2 separate regions of the Pan troglodytes genome follow, and region 2 is linked to region 1. Evidence: chromatin contacts called from public HiChIP or PLAC-seq data. All regions are on one chromosome and are shown on one strand. The core of a region is the stretch at or near the end of the contact, and the rest is flanking DNA. Distances in the headings are between cores, read along the strand shown.

Region 1 (4,218 bases), core at 511-3,010:
GAGGCCGAGGCGGGTGGATCATCCGAGGTCAGGAGTTCGAGACCAGCCTGGCCGACGTGGTGAAACCCCGTCTCTACCAAAAATATAAAAAAATTAGCCGGGTGTGGTGGTGGGCGCCTGTAATCCCAGCTACTCGGGAGTCTGAGGCAGGAGAATCGCTTGAACCCGGGAGGCGGAGGTTGCAGTGAGCCAAGATCGCGCCATCGCACTCCAGCCTGGGCGACAAGAGCAAAACTCCGTCTCGAAAAAACACAAAAAAACCTGCAACCCAAGAAAAATAGTATTACTCTTTAAGTATACTGAGGCCCAAAACACTAAACAAAGGAAGACAGTAAAAGAAACGGGTTTAAACTCAATCACCTAAATAATAGAGGGGTATGGGGGAAAAAGAAAATCATCTGCCTAATCCCAGGCATTTCAATCGTTAGGAAGAGCAAACTTTAAAACTATCACTATGTTTAAGAGTCATAATTATTATCGAAAATGATATAATTTTTTAGTCAGTAAAAAGGAATGCAAAATCTTTACATTTTCCTTTTAACGGAATAAAAATGAGGTAAGCACAAAATAATGTGGATCCGTCAGAATTGGGTATCTTATACACACGCAGGCTTATTGTTCAGAATAGATAATTTACGAACTGTAGCTCCTCTGGGGTCAACGAAGGGTTTAAATTTAAAGGAGCAAGGTCAGTGACAAGACTTAACTGTAATTCTTCTCGGACTTCAAATTGATTACATCACGGGCCACTTCGGAAACCTCGCATCAGTCAGAATTGGTAGTTCCACAACCTTTTAAGTTGAATTTTCACTCCCTTTCAGCAATACCTTCCCAGCTCGTTAATACACAATAATAAGGTTTATACTGACGAACACTAATTGAAATTATGCAACTAGGAGCATCTCATTGAGCGTACAAAAAAAAAAAAATAGCTACAAGTCGCTCTCTTCTCCCACACTACCCCTTAGAGACACTGCCTTTTTGACCCAATACTTTTCAGAGACCACTCCTGATCGTCTTTCTCTTCCCCAGCCCCTTTCTCCACCGCAAATTCTCAGGCCCTAAAAAACTTAGAATAAATCACTAGCCAGGGTGAATAAGCGAAAATGGAGGAAGTTCAGTGAGGCGAAAGGAACGTAGGGTTGGGGAAGAGAGGAGGAAAGTTCTGGAAAGAAAAGGCACTCCCTGCGGCTCCCCACCCCCACCAACACCGCCTTACTTCCCCCTCCCTACAGCAGGCAGCCATGATGGCGGGCGCAGAAGAAGGCCGCGGCGCCATTTTGTCTACACACATACACACGAACAAGGTTCTGGGAGCCGTTCACCCACCGTTGGAACGTAGCAGAAAAATATCCCTGGCTTTAAACTCAGATTCGGTACCTACCGCCATAGTTCAGAGTCCCGGCCGCTAGAGCGGCGCCTCCACTTGTCGCTCTCAACAGTACCGGCCGCTCCGAAGCTTCGCCTCAGACTAAAATCGCTCGCGCGAGAGACCCGGATGGCACAAAGGCGAGGAGGCCCGGCGCGTCGCACAGCTTGCTGGGAGAAAAAGGGGCGGTAACAAAAGTTTCTATAACAACGCAATTCGAGGCGGTGATTGGGTGTTCTTTCATAGGGGAGTGTAAGGACCGTGAAGAGGGCGGGGCCAAGAATACACCCCAGGAATGCGCAGTCGGGAGAACGGAAAGGGCGGAACTCAGGGTGGGGCAACTTCCTATTTCGAGTCTAAAGTAATCTTGGTCTCTTCCGGCCGCCGTAAAGGGGTTGGGTTTAGTGTTCTCCCGCCAATTTAAACCTGTGGGATGGAACCTAAAGACTAGAGGCGGTTGTGTGAGTCAGGAAGAGGGGCCAGATATCTGAGTATTCCTCTTTAGTTTCTTCAATTGCAGGTGAGGACGGGGAGCTGCGCTGTGTAGGGAACTGGGGGTGGGTTCAGGACGAAGTAGCTGCAGCCTCTGCTCAGTTCCTGTTGTTTTCCCCTTGACGCTGGCAGGAGAGAGGTTGGAGTCGGTTTTTGCTGGCGGCGATGTCCAGCGGAGAGCGTTTAAGTATGGAGGCCTAACTGACAAATGTTTCATCTTGCTCATTCTCTCCTATTCGCGAATCTGTTCTGCGTTCCGCCGCCAGAGTGTTCTCAAAATTATCAAATCAGACCACTCGTTTGCTGAGTTCCCCTTCTACCCCTTGTACTGAGAATAAAATTCAATCTTGAAGTCGAGGTTTTATTGGACTCCACTGTTCTCTCCCTCACTGTCTTCTGCTTTTGCTTTGACCCGGCAGCAGCATCAAACGCTTCCTACTCAGCCTCCGAGTCTTTGCACTCTGTTCCCTCTGCCTACGTCGCGTTCCGCCTAAGTTTTGCGTACTTCTTGTTATTCAGGTCTCAGCTCAGATGTCACCTCCTTCCCTTCCCAAACAAATCCTTCTTCAGCGACGCCTCACCTCATCCATTTAATCACTGTTTCCTTCAAATCATTTAGCACTTTTTGTAATTATTTGTGCAGTTGCTTTTTTGTGGCGGTAGCGTAACAAGATACGTATTAACTATTTTATTTTTGTCTGTTTTTCCCGCAAAAACATAAACTTCATAATGGCAAAGACATTTTTGTGTTCTGTTCAAGCTATATTCCCAGTTCCTAGAAAGGTGTCTGGCACATAGTAAATAGGTATTCAATAAACATTTGTTGAATAAGTAAATATGGCAGTTATGGGCGGTTTCTCTATTTCACAGATGTGGGAAATTGAGACCCATAAAGGTATTCATTCCAACCTGTCCCTCCTTCTTCATCTCCTCACTCCCACCCAAACACCAGCCACTGAAACTTCTCTATTCTCCAAACATGTTTTGTTTCTGTTCCCTTGCTTATGCTCTTAGGAAGAACTCTTTAAACATTTATAAAACTATGATCTTCAATTCTCAGCCCAAGTGTTACCTGCTTCCACCAATAACAAATAAGCTAACACCTAAAATTGAATGTTTGCCATTAACCGAGCATTGTTCTGTGAACATTTAAAACTCAAAACATTGGGAGGCTGAAGCAGAAGGATTGCTTGAGCCCAGGAGATCAAGGCCAGCCAGGGCAAAATAGTGAGACCCTCGTCTCTCAAAAAACCAGAAGTGAAAAATAGAAAACTCCTTCAGGTGGGTACAACTAAATTAGTTCCTTGGTATTGGTATCCATGGGAGATTGGTTCCAGGACCTCCCACAGATACCAAAACCCTAGGATGCTTAAGTCCCTGTCATTAAATGGCATAGCATTTGCATGTAGCCTAGGAACATCTGCCTGTATACTTTAAATCATCTCTTGATTTCTTATCTTGCGTAACAGTGTAAATGTGCTATGCCTGTAGGTGGAATCTAGGGATGTGGAACACATGGATATTGACGGCAAACTGTATACATATATTTTTTTTCCAAGACGGAGTTTCACTCTTGTTGCCCAAGCTGGAGTGCAGTGGCACGATCTCAACTTACTGCAACCTCCGCCTCCCGGGTTCAAGCAATTCTACAGCCTCAGCCTCCTGAGTAGCTGGGATTACAGGTGCACACCACCACGCCCGGCTAATTTTATGTGTTTTTAGTAGAGAGGGGGTTTCGTCATGTTGGCCAGGCTGGTCTCAAACTCCTGACCTCAGATAATCCACCTGCCTAAGCCTCCCAAAGTTCTGGGATTACAGGTGTGAGCCACCGCGCTGGCCTGGCCTGTATATTCCTATTTTATAAATTAGAGAATTGAGGAACAGAAAGATTAAGTGATCACCCAAGGACAGCTGCCTAGTCATTGTGAAAGAGCACCAAGTCAGAAATTGTTTCTTCCTTGTGCTATACCTTTTATAGATATTGAAACATACTTCTAGTAGCACTTATGAAACCAATTGTAATTATTTGATTATCATTCCCTACCAGTCTTGATCCAAGGATTGTTTTTCTCCTTAGTGTTCTTTTCCCACCCAGACTCCAGGTAATATGGTTTATGTAAACCTTTGCTTTTTGAGATGGGTAAACCTCATAAGGTTTCAAGCTTAGTCTTTGATCCAGAAACCTAATTCATTTTTTTCTCCTCCCCTTATCATTTTTATTTGTTGTATAATAATACTATGATAGCATCAATGGACTTTTCTGAACTTCATCTGGAATCTTATCATCCTATGATATCCCTGACAATCTGGCATCTAAACCTACACTGTTTGCTGCTATTAAAGGTTTATTTCTAATG
Region 2 (3,762 bases), core at 1,221-3,720, 230 kb after region 1:
TAGGAAGAAAACATAGGGATAGAGCCAACAGATGAAAAGAGATAGCAACCTTAAAAAAAAAAAACTTGTAAGCCGGGCGCGGTGGCTCACAACTGTAATCCCAGCACTTTGGGAGGCCGAGGCGGCCGGATCACGAGGTCAGGAGATCGAGACCATCCTGGCTAACACGGTGAAACCCCGTCTCTAATAAAAATACAAAAAATTAGCCGGGCGTGGTGGCAGGCGCCTGTACTCCCACCTACTCGGGAGGCTGAGGCGGGAGAATGGCGTGAACCCGGGAGGCGGAGCTTGCAGTGAGCCGAGATCGTGCCACTGCACTCCAGCCTGGGCAACAGAGCGAGACTCTGTCTCAAAAAACAAACAAACAAGCAAACAAACTTGTAAATTTGACATAATTTCAAATGTACAGAAAATCTACAAGAATAGTATGAAGAAACTCCCATGTGTTTACCCAAAATCACCAAACATACACACTTTTCACATTTGTTTTAGAATTCTCTGAGAGGAAGAGTGAGAGAAAGGTTCTAGAATACGTTGTTTTATCTGCAGGATCCAACTATTCTTGAAACCGAGATCTATTCCTGAAGGGATGGGTTGCCCCTCCACGCCTGTGGGCATTTCTCGTCAGGTGGAACGAGAGGCTTGGAAAAGAAAGAGACACAGAGACAAATTATAGAGAAAGAAAAATGGGCCCAGGGGACCGGCGTTCAGCATACGGAGGACCCGTGCCCGCACCGGCCTCTGAGTTCCCTTAGTATTTATTGATCATTAGCAGGCATTTCCCGGACAGGGGGATGTGCCAGGATAATAGGGTATAATAGTAGAGAGAAGGTCAGCAGGAAAACATGTGAACAAATGTCTCTGCATCATAAACATGGTAAAGAAAAAAGTGCTGTGCTTTTGATGTGCATATACATAAACATCTCAATGCCTTAAAGAGCAGTATTGCTGCCAGTATGTCCCACCTCCAGCCCTAAGGCGGTTTTCCCCTATCTCAGTAGATGGAATATACAATCGGGCTTTACACCGAGACATTCCATTGCCCAGGGACGAGCAGGAGACAGATGCCTTCCTCTTAACTGCACAGAGGTGTTCCTTCCTCTTTTACTAATCCTCCTGAGCACAGACCCTTTACGGGTGTCGGGCTGGGGGATGGTCAGGTCTTTCCCTTCCCACAAGGCCATATTTCAGACTATCACATGAGGAGAAACCTTGGACAATACCTGGCTTTCCTAGGAAGAGGTCCCTGCGGCCTTCTGCAGTGTATTGTGTCTCTGGGTACTTGAGATTAGGGAGTGGTGATGACTCTTAAGGAGCATGCTGCCTTCAAGCATTTGTTTAACAAAGCACATCCTGCACAGCCCTTAATCCATTTAACCCTCAGTTGACACAGCACAGGTCTCAGGAAGCACAGCGTTGGTGGTAGGGTTACAGATTAACAGCATCTCAAGGCAGAAGAATTTTTCTTAGCACAGAACAAAATGGAGTCTCTTATGTCTACTTCTTTCTACACAGACACAGTAACAATCTGATCTTTCTTTTCCCCATATATTCCCATACTCTTACATTTTTCTTTTTTTCATTAAAAAAAATTGTAGGCCGGGCACGGTGGCTCACGCCTGTAATCCCAGCACTTTGGGAGGCGGAGGCGGGAGGATCCCTTGAGTCCAGGAGTTCGAGACCAGCCTGGACAGCATAGGGAGATTCCCCCACCTCTACAAAAAAATTAAAAATTAGCTGGGTGTGGTAACGCGCGCCTGTGTTCCCAACTACTTGGGAGGTCGAGGCTGCAGTGAACCGTGTTTGTGCAACTGCACTCCATCCAGCCTAGGTGACAGAGTGAGACCCTGTCAAAACATAAAGAAAAGGATGAAGGAAGGGAGGGAGGAAGGAAGGAAAGAAGGAAGGAAGGGAGGGAAGGGGAAGAAAGAGACAGAAAGAAGAGAAAGAAGAAAGAAAAGAACAGAAAAGAAAGAAAAAAGAATTCCTTTAATTTAGTGTATGGTGTTAAAACGCAACCAAACGCTCCATCCGGCGAAGAGAGAGAGAAAAGAAGAGAAGAAGGAAAGGAGGAAGGGAGGGAGGGAGGGAGGGAGAAAACCTTCCTTTAATTCAGTGCATGGTGTTAAAATGCGACCAAACGCTCTATCCGGCTGCAATCTCCCCGCACGGGAGTGATTTATGCAGTAGCTGGAGGTTAGTCAGGACTCCAGGATGCACCGCAGACACCGAGGCGATGATCCTCGGACTCATTAATAGGGAGTCATTTCTGACTCAGGTGCGCTCTCTGCGTCTGCAAGTCGCGCTCCCCTCGGCACGCCCATCTCGAGGATTCATCCTCTCCAACGGGTGACGAGCACCGCCTGCCGGCGGCCCGCCTCTCGGCCTCTTGGCCACGCCCCCCACCGGAGGGCAAGGCGCAAGCTCCGCAATTTTTCTCCGCCCCCGTCTTCCGGCTTCTCGCGACATCCGCCCAGCGGCGGCCGGAATCTCGCGATAAAGGCTCATTGTCTCGCGGGAGCGCTGTTGGCGGTCGGGCGCTCGGGCGGCCCTGGCCGGGGAGACGAGTTGCATGTGTTGGTTCAGCTGGCGATAGCGGCGGGAGCGGAGCCGGCGGGGCCTGTGCGACCGCCTGGGTAACGACCCCAAGTGCTTCGCCCGCTCCCGAGAAGCTCGTAGAGAGTGTGGGGGAAGCTGAGATGCTGCCTGGCGGAAGGGGGCCGGGCCGGGCCTCTCCACACCCCCGCCCACAAGGGCCCCTTCTGGCGTCCCCGGGGTTGCTCCTTCGCCTCAGACCTGGTCGCCCTTGTCCCCTCAGTGCTCTTACATTCTGTGCTCGTTTTCTCTCCTCATCCTTCTTAGGCTCTGGTCACCCCGCCCCCTCCCATGCCCTTTTTAGACTCCCCAGGACCCTCTCATGGCGTTTAGTTGCCCCCACACCCTGCACCCCGGGCTCCTCCGATGACCCACCCCTTGTTCCTAGGCACTTCCAGCCTCTCTCCATTCGGCGCCTTTGTAGCCCTTCTCTCTCACTGCAGTTTGCATCCCTCCCAGATCACCCTCAGACCTTTTTTGCTCCGTGTCTGCCGTGGGTACTCACCCCATCTTTCCTTCCCCATTGCTTCCTGTTTTTCACTAGTGAGTCCCTCTGCCCCATCCTTCATGGTCCATTTGCTGCTTGCTTCCCTGTAGACCTGTGGAGCAAGGAGATGTTGTGCCTGGGATTGCTCATATTCTATGAATCGAATGCAGCTTGTATCCCCCACTCAACAACAGACTTGAAACAGCTTTGGGGTGGGGAGGTTTCTGTTGAGAGGAACACTGCTCTTCTGGGGTCTTGATTCTAAAATAGTGAGGGTGTGTTATTTTCCTTGCTTACAGGTTTGTGAAATGGCTGCTGACATTTCTGAATCCAGCGGGGCTGACTGCAAAGGAGACCCAAGGAACAGTGCCAAGTTAGATGCCGATTACCCACTTCGAGTCCTTTATTGTGGAGGCAAGTGTTGGTAGCCACAGAATGACTTTTACTCACTATACTTTTATGCATTGTAATAACAGTTTGACATTTGGTAAGCTTTTTTCCCCCATCCTTTTCATTTGGTGAGTTTGTACTGGGGGAGAGGAGTCCTGGGGAGGAGGAGGCATGAATTAACAGAATTTCCCCACCTGGGTGATTTGTGTCTGGCTACTCTGCCTGAAGAAGCTTACAGTCCATTTGTAACAGGATGTGCAACTAGGTTATTTCAGCCTGAAGGTCCTCAA

The links. HiChIP or PLAC-seq counts read pairs in DNA pulled down with a chosen protein or histone mark.
Region 2: an H3K4me3 HiChIP or PLAC-seq map of stem cell-derived excitatory neurons shows a contact between it and region 1, with 5 times the contacts expected there. The contact joins the promoter of DENR here to the promoter of KNTC1 in region 1. A contact is called at or near these places in 1 of 7 Hi-C or Micro-C datasets (stem cell-derived neural progenitor cells) and 1 of 1 datasets of contacts at active chromatin or transcription factors (stem cell-derived excitatory neurons).

Annotation. Positions count from the first base shown.
Region 1 is chr10:129,363,535-129,367,752 of NHGRI_mPanTro3-v2.0_pri, forward strand. It overlaps KNTC1 (kinetochore associated 1), which reads left to right and starts at 1,761. Exons shown (of 64, transcript XM_009426487.5): 1 at 1,761-1,889. RSRC2 (arginine and serine rich coiled-coil 2) reads right to left here and starts at 1,756. Exons shown (of 11, transcript XM_063785165.1): 1 at 1,385-1,756.
Region 2 is chr10:129,589,504-129,593,265 of NHGRI_mPanTro3-v2.0_pri, forward strand. DENR (density regulated re-initiation and release factor) reads left to right here and starts at 2,471. Exons shown (of 8, transcript XM_003313994.7): 1 at 2,471-2,636; 2 at 3,382-3,496. The coding sequence starts at 3,391.